2 separate regions of the Zea mays genome follow, and region 1 is linked to region 2. The links are chromatin contacts, called in public Hi-C maps. All regions are on one chromosome and are shown on one strand. Each heading gives the region's core, a stretch centred on a gene start, on an enhancer-like site or on the middle of the called end of the contact. The rest is flanking DNA. Distances are from core to core; before and after follow the strand shown. Region 1 holds the start of LOC100383931. Region 2 has its middle 18 kb from the start of LOC100502228.

Evidence for each region. A called contact is a pair of places that touch in the nucleus more often than the background predicts.
Region 1: a Hi-C map of ear shows a contact between it and region 2, with 2.1 times the contacts expected there. The contact joins the promoter of LOC100383931 here to the enhancer-like site in region 2. A contact is called at or near these places in 4 of 25 Hi-C or Micro-C datasets (ear, endosperm, leaf and 1 more).

The regions. Positions count from the first base shown.
Region 1 is chr3:162,578,276-162,585,546 of Zm-B73-REFERENCE-NAM-5.0, reverse strand. It overlaps LOC100383931, which reads right to left and starts at 5,375. Exons shown (of 20, transcript NM_001362233.1): 1 at 4,842-5,375; 2 at 3,740-4,022; 3 at 3,620-3,648; 4 at 3,413-3,514; 5 at 2,537-2,605; 6 at 2,406-2,465; 7 at 2,202-2,315; 8 at 1,989-2,037; 9 at 1,750-1,859; 10 at 1,581-1,673; 11 at 1,389-1,481; 12 at 544-681. The coding sequence starts at 5,228.
Region 2 is chr3:162,527,212-162,534,320 of Zm-B73-REFERENCE-NAM-5.0, reverse strand. No RefSeq gene overlaps it. Among protein-coding and RNA genes, the nearest start is that of LOC100502228, 18 kb to the right of the region's middle. Within about 2 kb of position 3,045, at least 17 of the 20 cell types and tissues checked have an H3K27ac peak or open chromatin away from gene starts, as enhancers often do. A contact at or near this core is called in ear, leaf and tassel, where this site is marked.

The DNA.
Region 1 (7,271 bases), core at 4,126-6,625, 49 kb before region 2:
GTCACCAGCACTACTTCTTTCCCATATGGCATGCCAGGCTATGGTGGCATACCTGCCCTTCCAACCCACACCGCGCCATCCATACCATCACCACCAGCGTCGCTCCGCTCCCATCTACCGCCACCACTCTTCCATCGCCAACCTCCGCCTTGCTGCCACCCACATCGACCATACCCATACCCATCCATCAGATACCCTTAACCCTTCCCACACTCCCTATCACCAATCACATGCTTTTCCGAACCCCACCATAGCGCATACCCCCCGCAGCAACACCTTCATCGTGTGAACAGTACCGCGTCTCTTCCAACCCTCAGCCCTAGCCCTAGGACCACGTCACGGCGTCGCCCAAGCGCCGGGGTCCTGGTCCTAGACCTCAAACCTACCGCTCGTACTACCTCCGTAACCCTAATCCCAACAATTTGATGTGTACAAGATTAGCTTGGTAGGTTTGGAACTTCGGATCAGGGATCGGTAAGCAAGTTCAGATGTCAAACATCTACCAACAAAATAATAAGAACCACAAAGAAAGAGGATGTGTACCTCCATCTCAATAATGTGTGCTATCATATTTTCTGCTGGCTTAAGTCCATCCCGCAAAAACTTCCCAATGACTTCATCCATGCTTCTGCGGAGTATAGGAAACTGCTGCAACTCCATTGCAAGGCAGCGATGGCTCATCTACACAGAAAGAGTGAAATCATGAGAAATAGCAATAGAAATAGTATGGCAATAAAGTTATATAATGTTGTAGATAAAATGATCAAACAAGCACATATTTCAGTTTCCAACAATTTACAGCTGGAGGTGAAGATGATCCCTGAATCACTCAAACACTCACAAAACTCAACACAAACACTAGGACACACTGAGGTTTTGACGCTGCCAAACTACACCACTACTTAGGTGCATTCTATTGATCTGTTTATACACACAATTATAAAGGCTCACAGACATAAATCATGGCACCAATCAGCAATCAATTAGCTAAGAAAGGGAACTAACCAATCAATTATCAATTAGATAGAAAGGAAACTAATCAATCAACTAAGAAGGAAATGAAAACTGGACTATGCAACAGGTGTGGCCCATATTGGAAATTTTCACGCCATCTAGATACATTGAGACTTAAGAAATAAAGAAATGATAGTGTGTAAGGGCGGGCCTGGTGCAACGGTAGAGCCTACCGTCTGTAACCGGAAGGTCCCGGGTTCGAGAACCAGCCTCTGCATATTATGCAGGTAAGGCTTGGCGCTTAAAGATACCCTTCCCCAGACCCCGCACAGTGCGGGAAGCCTACGGCACTGGGTACGCCCTAAGTTCTGTACTCCAAGACAGACTGACAGACTGCTCGAGAAAGACCAAAAAATAATTAAGAGAGTATATACCTTTACAAGTTCATCATATATGAATTGTGCACACTGAAGACTTGGATCAAGCAATCTGCTGATCTGCCTACGTACAAGGACTTCAAATGGAACCTTTAAGTGATTGTTAGCAAAGAATTATCAGCTAAAAGTTCCAACGATGATTGCTATGTGCCTCAATAATGCACGCAATAAGAGGCAGGTGCATCTTACTTCAGGTACAAACAGAGCACTTCTAGGACCAGTTGCATTTTGAATAGCCATGCGGATATCTTCATCTGTAACATCCTCACAAGGATCAACCTCCTGTAATGATATATATTTAATAGACTCGTGACAACGCTTATCAACATATGATGAAAACCACTGTCCAGTTACGCACCTCTAAACTTTTGACAAAGATAGACTGGAAAATGTAATGGATCCTTGCTCCACCAGAGAGTTCAATTGTCGATATATCTTCATTTTTTCCTTCCACCATTGAGGAGAAAGCTACAGTATACACAGGTTATTTAATGCTCAAAATATAAAAGCACAACACAGGAAAGTAATAGGCAATTCTAGCAATTATAGGGCATAAATATAGTTTCCTTAACAAAAGTGTCATAGTTCAATATTTACCTTCACAGTATTTAGCTAGTATGTTCAAAAGCTTAGCACCTTGGCCAGCCTGCAACCATGAAACATATAGATGGACCATCAGAAGGAATAAAGGAAACAAAAACAATAAGAACACTGATGAACCAGACTGGCTTTAACACGCATCAAACAAGAAGTGTCAGGTTATACAGTTTATCTCTTTATTATCCAAATGGAAATAAATGCAAAACAGACCTTTGAATCAACAGGATCACCATACACAGCAAGCTCCTTAGCAACAGCAGTCAACTGACTGCTTATGCGTGACTTAAGCCCCGGCAAAACTGTTTTTATATGTTGGACCAGGATCTGAAACCGTATAAATAGATTAGATTCAAATCATAAGTCATAACACAACTAGAACCTGGATTACAATGGACATCTCAGTCACAACCATACCTGGTTTAGCTTCTTTGCTAATTGTGGTATCCCACAGTACTGAGCAATACCATGATATGCCTAAGGGGAGAAAACAAATTCCATTATTATGGAAAAGGAATCTGGACAAAAAAAGGTTTAGATCTACATACTGGCTGAGTACGGAAGAATTTTTCTTCACGAGCCAGAGCATCCTTGATACTGAGGTCAGAGTTGATATCCTGCATTATTAGAAAGGATATAGATTGGTGAAATAAAAAGCTTTTGCAAACCAAATAAATGCATGTATTTTATTGTTATTAAGCATGATGTGGATAATGATTGTTCGTCTGATTTAACCAAATATACATAATTCTCTGATATTCTTATGTTGTGTTGGATTTGTGGCCATACAAAAAGGGATCGACTCTAGAACGATGATATATGTGATAGCCTTTTTTAGCAAATTAAAGAAGTTTGTACAACACCGGTTGAGATGATTTGGACATGTCCAACGGATACCTCTAGAGGTACCAATGCGTAGTGGGGTCCTAAGTTGTGAAAGCAATGGAAATGGAGGTGGAAGGATGAATTTGACATGGGAAGAGACAGTAAAATGAGACTTGAAAGGATGAAATATACCTAGCTTTGAATAGTACATGGAATCCAGATACCTATAACCTATGTGCTTGAACCTTCGCTCGTGGTTTCTGTTGGGTTTCAACTATAGCATACCGTCAGACCCCCAATGTGCTTGGGACTAAAAGGCTTTATTGTTGTTGTTGTCGTATACAGAATTCTCTGATAGTTTAATAAAGCTATCGCTAGTTTGCTCTAAATCAGCAGCCAAGAGGCAGCAATGCAACAAACAGCCATCTCAATGTTACAATTATATAAGTTATGAACCACTTGAACAATAAATTTATACCATAAAATGAATTATCTCAACAAGATGGAAACACAATTCTTGTTGATGCAGATGAAGCCTTAAGTTCGACAAACTTGTGCAAACCAATAACCTTAACCAAGATAGAGAGAGAGAAAAGTACCTGCTGGCTGCGGTTGACGACACCAACATAGCCAAGCTTTAAGGGGATCACATTTCCCAGCAGAAAGTTCCGGGCATCAGTGCCCCTGTCCATTATGTCCAACTGGAAGAAACAGAACATCAGAATAGATTGCAATCAGTGGCACAGGAGAGATAGGATGGCCAAAATGTAACTTGGAAATTAAGGTGAAGGAAAGAAAGAAAAAACCTTTGTGATAACACCAATTGTTCGAGAACCTATGAAAATAATAAATCATCATGATAAGATAATATTTCTGAACTGAAATGTTATAGTGGACAGGACGTAGATTATGCAGGGCACACATACCATCAGGATCAGCAACCCGAGCCATTTGAAGAGCATCAGAGTTTGCTAAATCTGCATTTGCTGGCGAAACAGCTAAGATGATGCATGTCTTGTGCCTGATGTATGACATTATCATAGTCCTTATTCTGGCTTCAATATCAGTTGGCTGGTCACCAACTGGCACCTTAGTGATTCCAGGCAAATCGACTAAAGTAATGTTAAGGACATTCGGAGAAAAGATCTTCAACCGTATCTGCCTATCCGATACACCTTTGTTACCACCTGCCTCACGATCTGTTTCAGCCTGCATAGATGCAGAGAGTCGTTTAAGAATGGTCTGTGCAGCACTAATCTCAACTCCAGCCCACACTAACAAAACAAAACATCGTAATTGAAGTGAAACAAAATACCAAACACTCAAGACAGATAATATTGTTGTTCTATCAAATACTAGGATGTTGGGTCCCAACTAAAACTTATGTACACCTTACTTTCCACTTCGAAATTCTGGTTCACAAATATACTTTCCACAAATCATCCTGACAACCACTAATACCACCTGAATTGGTTTTTTTTTCAAATGTAACCAAGTTGTATTGGGGACAACATCGAAACCACTATATTAACAAGAAACTACGTGATAACCCATATAGAATTTCAATATCCAAGCAACTCGTTAACTCATGTGGAGAACAATAAACCTGCAAGGGCCAACCTGAAGACAACCAAGTAAATTATGGCATTCTGTACTCTGTAGTCGTTAACAACCACATGCCCACATCGTCACCACAGGAAGCAGCAACGAAATAACATCATCACTAGCACTGAACACCAGAGACAACACCACCTAACCTAGCATTTACCATCGTTCCAATCTCAGAGCCCAACTGTGCTGACCCATGAACACACCAGAAACCACCGCGAAGAATGATTCCTCGAAACCAACAGGAGTATTCCTAAACAGTCATCTGCAGCCCTAGCGAGCAGCCACAGCACAATATTACTACTACTAGTAAAGTCCCGACCAATAATAATTATCCATTGAATGTACACGCACAGTCAAGTAAAAGTGTTTATTCCAGCCAAATAACCGCACGAGGGATTAAGGCAAAGGGATGGGGACCTGGATCTCGCGTCGGATTTCGCGGAAGTCGTAGAAGCGACGCCCCGAGAGGTGCAGGAACTCGCCCCACTCATCGGCCTCTGCGTCGGCGGGGCGGCGCGGCTGGTGCACGAGCTGGAGCACGAGGGGGCGGCGCGTGCAGATGTCGGAGCCCCGCGGGAGGAAGTCGCGGCCGACGAGCGCCTCGAGGACGCTGGACTTGCCGCTGCTCTGGCTCCCGACCACGGCCACCTGCGGCAGGTCGATCGTGGAGCTGCTCCCCAGCTGCGCGAAGATGTCCTGCAGCTTGTTGACGATTGGGATCACCGAGGACCCGACCGCCGCCGCGGCCGCGGCCGCCGCCGCCGATGGGGCGGACGGCGCGGAGGAGAGGTGGTCTTCGGCCATGGTCCGGGGGGCGGGGGCGTGCAGGCTGCGCCGCTAGGCTGGCCTGGGGATTTGGACGAGGAGAGCAACGAGACCCGGGAAGGGAATCCCTAGATCGAGAGCTCTTCGTTCTTTTTTTTTTTCCTCTCCTAATCTTTTTTCCCCGGTCTTGAGGTGGGGATTTCAAATCGAGAGGCCTCGAGCTCGAGGGGACCGGACCGGGGTTCCGAACACCGGGGAAGGAGACGCGCGGGGAAATTACCATTATAACCCCCACCTTCTTGGCTTAGGGAACAAGACGAACGTGCTCGGTTTGCACGCATGGAGAGTGGATTCTGTCGTGCTTAAGGAGCACTGTTTACAACTTGACCTGATGTTGCCGTGTTTCTTTGGTGAAGAAGAAATGCAAGGTAAGTAAATATGCAATCTACCTTACTTTACCAGGAGGAGTACAAGCAGTGGCGAAGCTAGAGCAAATATATTGGGGTGCAACTCCCTTGCGGGTGCATAAGGATGAGATATGAGTGATGCATATATGGTGAAAATTTAACTATTATAACTAAATTCTGAATTTTAGGGAGGTGCATGTGCATCCACGAGCTAACATGTAGCTTCGCCCCTGAGTACAGGATCAAGATTTTCGATGAAGGGTAAGCTCCACTTGTTTCTTGCCTGGGACGGGCGTGGTAGACTGGTAGCCTAGCCCGAGACTCGCCGGAGCAACAAGCAGCACAAGGAGTCAAGGACGCACGAGCAAACACCACCAGCCAGTCCCCTGATCGCGGGTGACCGCGACGTCCCCGCGCCGCACGGGGAGCAGGGCCGGGTCGCGACATCGTGGCTAGCTGAGAAAGGCAACAGTATGGGCCGTCCACTGACAGAAGCCCAGTACGAGGGCGGCGCTTGACTTGGGAGCAGCTGCTCCCAAGCAGGACAGCAGGGCGGTGACGGTCTGAGGCCCTATATAGATTTTGAAATGAGATTCTATCCACGTGAACATTCACGAGGAAGGTTTTTCTCTCGTCTACATCTCTGTTGGAAAATTTATCTTTACGAAAAATTCATCTCCATTAAAAAGTGCAATATTTAAAGATAATTTAAATTAATTATATCAAATAAATATAAATTGAGAAACAAGATTTAAAGTTACAAGAGACATATACTGTTGGAGAGCAAATCTCCGATCGGGTGGCAGAGTGCACCCGCCTTAAATCCTAAGATGAGGAGGGGCGTAGGCGTTTTGCTCGTTAGTCGGGAAAACGGGAAGAATACAGGAACACACAAGGGTTTAGAGTGGTTTGGGCCGCCGGAGCGTAACACCCTACTCCACTGTGTGATGTATTGCTTGTGAGCTTGTATGAACTTGTGAGTGTCTGAGGTTGGGTCTGAAAGATTAAGCTTGTGTGTAACGTCGCATACCTCCCCTTTTATAGCTGAAGGGGGGCATGCACAAAGATACTGGGCCCCGACAGGTGGGCCCAGGGACATAAAGAATATAGCGCTTGGAGCCACAAATGTTTGCTGCTTGGGGCAATCTTCTTGTGCCCTGACGCCCGAGATCTCCGTATCCTCGACGTGCAGGGGAAGCTTCTTGTAGAAGGGATGATGAGTATTGTGCGCCACTCGGCACAAGCGCACTGTTCACCAACAGACTGGTCAGGCGCGCCGTCTGCTGGGTGACCCTGACGCCGCCTGCCGGTGGATTGGACAGGACGCATTAAATGCTGAGAGGGCGCGTCGCCTGACAGCGTGGTGGCAGGCGGCGCGTCCTCTCCGCAATAAATGCAAAGGTTGCACAGCCGTATGTGCCTTACGTCAGGCTCGGCCTATTGGCTTATGTCACAAGCCTCAAGCGTCGCGGCCGCTGCGGGTCTCCGCCTGAGCGGGGAGCGTAGGGTAAGGCCTGGACACGTGTCGGCACCGGACCCCTGCCTGTGCGAGGGTCCTCCCCGTCCCGGGACCTCGCTAAGGCCCGGACCTCACTCGAGGGGGACCTGGGATCCACTTGTGGGACCCGGCATGTCTCCTCGGGAGCTCCAGACTCGTATTTCACAGGGGTCCGGT
Region 2 (7,109 bases), core at 1,796-4,295:
GGAGCCTCTCGTCCTTACAATAAAGATCTCAAAGAATGCACAAGAGTAAGGCTAGGAGAGCAACACACACAACACATAAATCCGCAGCACACACGCACACAAGCCAAGACTTGAGCTCTAAACGTAGCACAAAGAGTTCACAACTCGAACGGAGCTCAAATCACTAACACAATCGATCAAATGCGCGGAGACGAAGTGTGGGAGTCTTAGAATGCTTAGTGAATGCTTAGATGTCTCCTCCATGCGCCTAGGGGTCCCTTTTATAGCCCTAAGGCAGCTAGGAGCCATTGAAGACCAACAAGGAAGGCTATCCTTGCCTTCTGTCGAGTGGCGCACCAGACAGTCCGGTGCGCGATTGCCTTCCAAATCAGGCACAGGCGACCATTGCTCCTCTAGGCTGGTTGGCTCACCGGACAGTCCGGTGCACACCGGACAGTCCGGTGCACCAACTGACTGTTGGAGCAGTCCACGTGTCGCGCGAAGATTGCGCGGCCGACCGTTGCTCAGGCGACCGTTGGCTCACTGGACAGTCCGGTGCGCCACTGGACAGTCCGGTGAATTATAGCCACGTCGCCCCAATGCTTTTCCCGAGAGTGACGAGTTCACCGCGGACCAGCCTGGCACACTGGACACTGTCCGGTGCACCACCGGACAGTCCAGTGTGCCAGACCGAGCTGAAGATTGGTTGCACAGAGCCAAGCTTTTCCCTTTTCCTCTCTTCTTCTTTAGTCACTGTTTCTAGCACTTAGATAACCATGTTAGTACATAAAACAATTCACTAAGTCTAGAAACATACCTTTTGCCTTGATTTGCACTTTTCACTTTATTTGGCACATAAGAATTTAATTAAACGTGTTGGGCACTTAATCACCAAAACATCATAGAAATTGCCCAAGGGCACATTTCCCTTTCAATAGCCACGTACACGCGACAAAAGGGGTTATATATGATGCTTAGAGCAACTCAAAGAAGAATGCGAAGCATGTACGTGACAGAATCAGAAATTCACGTACACATCAATTACATAATTGGACATCATCAAACAATGCTCAAATAGTAGTGAAAATAAGTGGTAATTTATTACATCACAATGTCCGAGACATCCACAGAGTCATTAACTTAAACCATAATCAAAGTGTTGAACGAAATGTGTACGATAAGGCCTTCATAGGCAACTGACTAGGGGTTTGCCGCTAATCTACTCTAGAACTCGCCGAAGTCCTAGAACTCCTGAAAGTCCTAAATGTGGCCTTCATCTTCTCCTGAGCAGGAGTTGCAATGGGGACAACCTGGTGTTTGGTGTTTTAAGCAAGGGTGAGTACACATCAACGTACTCAACAAATGTCCCATTTAGCTAAAGTGGGCTAGCTATATGTGGGGAAAGCTCAAAGCAGTTGCTTTTAGATGGTCAGGTATTTATTACTAGTATATAGGCAAGTTTTATCAATTACCCCATGTTATTAACCCAAAAAGTACCCCCTCCAAGAGGAAATACCAGAATCCATCATTATAATTATCATCAATAAGCCATCTTCATAAATGTATCCAGAATATCTCTAATCAAAGGAGTTTCCAAGGCTGCTCATAACCGTGAGCACGACTGATATACCAGTTTCATTCCTCTTCAGAGACCCAACACTTTACCCATGAGTCGTGATTCCCTATCTAGCCTAGGTTTGCAAGACCTGGTCTTCACTACCGAGGTGAGTGGCTAGGGATTCACTACGTAGCCTTTACAAAGATTCCCCAAAGGTCATAGTCGCCCATTAGGTTTCTCTAGTTTGATAAACATAGTACCTCTCCCCGCAGGAGGGGTGACTAACAAAAGCAAAACGAACGAACCTCGGCACTCAGCCTCGGTAGAGCAAGTATTGTGCATGTACCGCATTGACGGCACAACGGTGAAGCCGACTACACCCCAAGTTCTTCTAATTAATCAGCTAAGGGTGTCCCATACCACCCTCATGGTTATACTATTTTCTCGGGTGGTCATCCAACCAACAGGTCCTTACGGAGAGTTACTCGAGAAACAACCCGAGTCCCCTAAAGTGTCATAAATTCATCATCATATCCAAAATAACATCATCATATCATAAATATTCTCATCATTTTCATTGATTAAAGTAAAACACTAGCATGATATTAATCATAGTAGCCAAATCCCAAAGGATAACCAAGGACGGGAAAAACAGAACACTAGTCAATCATTAGGTTGATCATGGTATGCGAGATTATGAATTATAAAGTAAGTAGGACATAATGGGTCAGAGGACACTTGGGGAAATCTCCTACAACTCCCTTGGGAACCACAAACTGCTCATTGTCTATGCAAAACAACCATTCATTCAACACACTTGGGGAATAACAAAAGAATAGTACACCACACATATGCAACAGAGTAATCGCAGTTTCAATATAAAGGTAAATACAAGAAGGTGCTTTCTAAGTTTGGGGTAGGTCACTATGCCAAGTGGTCTGTTGTTCCCTAACCAAGTCTATCTTAATACAATCACTTGATCAAATATAGTTAGTTCAGGGATGGCATTATACATTAAATAGGGTTGGATATATAAAGTTAAGCATTTGAACATTCATGGGGGGTTTCTATGTTTATTTTATCCCTAATAGAGTTCCTATGGCTTCAAATCTAACCTAGAGATCAACTATAAATTGAGACTTAAAAACAATAGGTGGGCAGTATTTTAACAGATAGACAATAACATGATGAACATTTTGCATTTTGAACCACCTAATTTGAAGTTCATATGACAAAGTTATGAATTTTGAAAGCTTTGGGATTCAAAACCCTATTTTAAACACATTTCTCTAATTAAATAAAAGCATGGGGGTCTCTCTGCATGATCCCAGGGGCTTGGTTGCAAGGGCTGAGGACGGCGGGTTGAAATCCGGGAAGTCAGGGGCCTCTTAAGCAAAGTGCCCGCGGGTGAAGGGGTATCGGGGTTTCTCGGCCACCGGATCAGGAATAGATGGTCGAGATTAGAAGCACGGAGGGGTTGATATGGGTGGGGCCCACTGGTCAAAGACCCAGAGAGGGGAAGAGAGAGGATGTGCGCGGGGAGGCTGCTAGGCAGGGCCCACTGGTCAGGGCCGTCGCCTACCTCGAACGCGCGCGCGGCGAGCGAGGTGCCGCGGCGCCGTGACCAGAGGCGACAGGGGATTTGGGCGACGGCAGATGGTCGGGGAGGGCCCACCATGAAGACTCGGTGCCGTCGCGATAGTTCACCGGCGTGGGCAGAGAGAGGATGGAGAGCGAATGAGAGAGAGAGAGGAGGAGAGGGCCTATGGTTCTCACCTATGGTGGAGCTCGGCCAAGCCAACTCGACGGTGCTTCGGGTGTGGCAGGTGCACGAGCGGCGGATGCCGTGCTCCAGCCTAGGATGGGGTCTAGGGCTCGACGAATGCATGGACGACAGTGCTTCCTAGCAAGCTTCAGTGGTGATGAGCAAAACTGAGCGGGGCGACAGGGGCGCGGTGGGCAACAGCCACAGACGAGACGAGGGAGTGGTGCGGGGTAGAAACCGGGGCAAGCAGTGGGGTAGGTCGCACGTGTGGGGGTGGTTAAGCTCTACGGCTTCGGCTATGGTGGGCAGGTGGGCGACGTGCGCGGGGAGGGAGTTGGGTTGGTAGTTGGCCAGGGGAAAGGGGTTGACAGGTGGGGTCCGCTGGTCAGCAGACCGATGCCAGCACGCTCGCAATGACCAAGCGAGGTTGTGCCGCTAGGTGGGACCTAGGGCAGGGAGAGCGAGGGCGAGTGCGCGGGTGAAGCTGGCGCTCCAATAGGCCGGTCCCACGGGTCAGAAAGAAAGGGGGAGGCGGGTGCTCGGCTGAACCAGGCCAAATGGGCCAAAAGCCGAGGGGAAGGGGCCACGAGCTTCATTTCCCTTTTCTTTTATTCTTGAATTATGCTTCCTTTTCCTTTTATTTTGTCATTTGAATTCAAATGCAAATATGCCTCAAATTCAAATTGGGACTCCACAAGAATATGCATCGAGCAATAATAGAATTTAGGGTTCATCATGATGCAACAATTCATACTCCCTTGGATTTTGATCTACTAAAGTATTATTACATCTCCAAATAAAATAGCCATTCCTCTACTAAAATAAAAAGAAAAAAGAAAATGGAGAGAGGATAAGAGAGGTAACACCTAAATTTGGTGGATATTAGAGAAGAAATTTTATACCCCAAATTCATGGTGTTACAATCACGTTCTGCCAAAGAGCATGTACGAGGCACAATCGTGCACTCAAGATGGCGTATGAGCAGATACATGCTTGGCCGAAAGGCTATGTGCTATTTAGGAAAGAATACGTGGAGGCATAGTACTGTCCGAAGTATAAATTGTCTAGGTTCATGGAGGTAGACTCTGGTGATGGACAGAAGAGGCAGCTCGACATCCCTATGACAATCCTGCGCCACCTTCCATTCATATCGAGGATCCAACATCTATACATGACCGAGAAATCCACGAAACAAATGACATGGCACAAAATGGCGAACGATACAATCCTGATAAGATGGTGCACACATCCAATGATGAAGCATGGAAACACTTTGATGCTATTCACCGTGAGAAAGCCAAAGAGGCTCGACGTGTTGCGCTAGCCACCGATGGGTTCAATCCCTATGGAATGACTGTTGCCCCGTACACATGTTGGCATGTTGTTATCCCCATCAATCTCCCCCTCAGTGTATGCTTTCAAAGACAGAACATATTTGTCGGGGACCATAATTAGGGGTACCCTCAAGACGCCTAATTCTCAGCTGGTAACCCCCATCAACATAAAGCTGCAAAGGCCTGATGGGTACGATTAAGTCAGGGATCAGTCCATACGAGCGACTCGATCACGCCTCGCCCGAGCCTAGCCTCGGGCAAGGGCAGCCGACCCCGAGGGGTTTCCGTCTCGCCCGAGGCCCCCCATTAACGGCGGACACATCTCCGGCTCGCCCGAGGCCTTGCCTTCGCTAAGAAGCAATCCTGACTAAATCATCGCGCCGACCGACCGAGTCGCATGAGCATTTAACGCAAAGGTAGCCCGACAACTTTGTCCTGACGCGCGCCCCCCGGCAGAGCCGAAGTGACCGCCGTCACTTCGCCGCTCCACTGACCGGTCTGACAGAAGGACAGCGCCGCCTGCGCCACTCCGACTGCAGCGCCACTTGACAGAGTGATGCTCACAGGAAGCCAGGCCCTGCCAAAGGCGCCATAGGAAGCTCCGCCCGACCCAGGGCTCGGACTCGGGCTCAGCCCCGGAAGACGGCGAACTCCGCTCCGCCTGACCCAGGGCTCGGACTCGGGCTAAGCCCCGGAAGACGGCGACCTCCGCTCCGCCCGACCCAGGGCTCGGACTCGGGCTCAGCCCTGGAAGACGGCGAACTCCGCTCCGCCCGACCCAGGGCTCGGACTCGGGCTAAGCCCCGGAAGACGGCGAACTCCGCTCCGCCCGACCCAGGGCTCGGACTCGGGCTAAGCCCCGGAAGACGGCGAACTCCGCTCCGCCCGACCCAGGGCTCGGACTCGGGCTAAGCCCCGGAAGACGGCGAACTCCGCTCCGCCCGACCCAGGGCTCGAACTCGGGCTAAGACCCGGAAGACGGCGAACTCCGCTCCGCCCGACCCAGGGCTCGGACTCGGGCTAAGACCCGGAAGACGGCGAACTCCGCTCCGCCCGACCCAGGGCTCGGACTCGGGCTCAGCCCCGGAAGACGACGAACTCCGCTTCACCCGACCCCAGGGCTCGGACACCGCCCTGGCCTCTGCCGACGACCTCCGCCTCGCCCGACCCAAGGGCTCGGACTCGGCCTCGGCCATGAAGGACAGACTCAACCTCGGCTTCGGAGGAGCCTCCACGTCGCCCAACCTAGGGCACAGGCCAGCCACGTCAACAGGAAGCGCCATCATCACCCTACCCCGAGCCGACTCGGGCCGCAGAGAACAAGACCGGTGTCCCATCTGGCCAGCTCCGCCAGATAGGCAATGATGGCGCCCCACTAGCCCCATGACGACGGCGACTCTCAGCTCCCTTACGGAAGCAGGGGGACGTCAGCAAGGACTCAACCGCTCCGACAGCTGTCCCTCCGCCAGGCTCCGTTGCTCCTCCGATAGCCATGACACCACACCAGCTGGGTGCCAAGATCTCTCTGGCTGCCACATTGGCATGTACTTAGGGCGCTAGCTCTGCCCCGCTAGACACGTAGCACTCTGCTACACCCCCATTGTACACCTGGATCCTCTCCTTACGCCTATAAAAGGAAGGACCAGAGCCTTCTTAGAGAAGGTTGGTCGCGCGGGGACGAGGACGAGACAGGCGCTCTCTCGGGGCCGCTCGCTTCCCTCACCCGCGTGGACGCTTGTAACCCCCTACTGCAAGCGCACCCGACCTGGGCGCGGGACGAACACGAAGGCCGCGGGATTCCCATCTCTCTCTCGCCGGACCCCGGCCTCCTCGCTCCTTTCCCCCCTTCGCGCTCGCCCACGCGCTCAACCCATCTGGGTTGGGGCACGCGGCACACTCACTCGTCGGCTTAGGGACCCCCCGGTCTCGAAACGCCGACAGTTGGCGCGCCAGGTAGGGGCCTGCTGCGTGTTGACGAGCAGTTTCCCGTCAAGCTCCAGATGGGCAGTCTCCAACAACCTCTCCAACCCGGGACGGTGCTCCGTTTCGGGAGTCTTGAGTTCATGTCCCTCGATGGCAGCTACGACATGATACTCCTTCCACCGCCGCGCGACAACGACAATGGCGGCCGACAACCCGCCCGCCGGCGGCGGAATCGACGACATCTTTCCCGCGTGGTGGAAGGACGACATTCGAGCTCGCCTCGTCCTCTCCCCCGCCAACGGAGGAGGAGGCGGGGCAACCAAGGCCAAGCGGGAGACCGCGCTTCGTCGGCTGTCGAGCGAATCGACGCCCCCAGCGCCCCAACGGGGGATGCGTCGGGCGTTGACCTCGCGTTTGAGACGGAGGCGAGCGCCGTCCCCCCGCGACACGCCAATCCCGAGCAAGTGGACGACGCCAGCACGCTCGCGGAGGGCCTGCAGGACGTCGCCCTCGTACCCAAGACGACGACGCAATCAGTCCCCGACGTGAC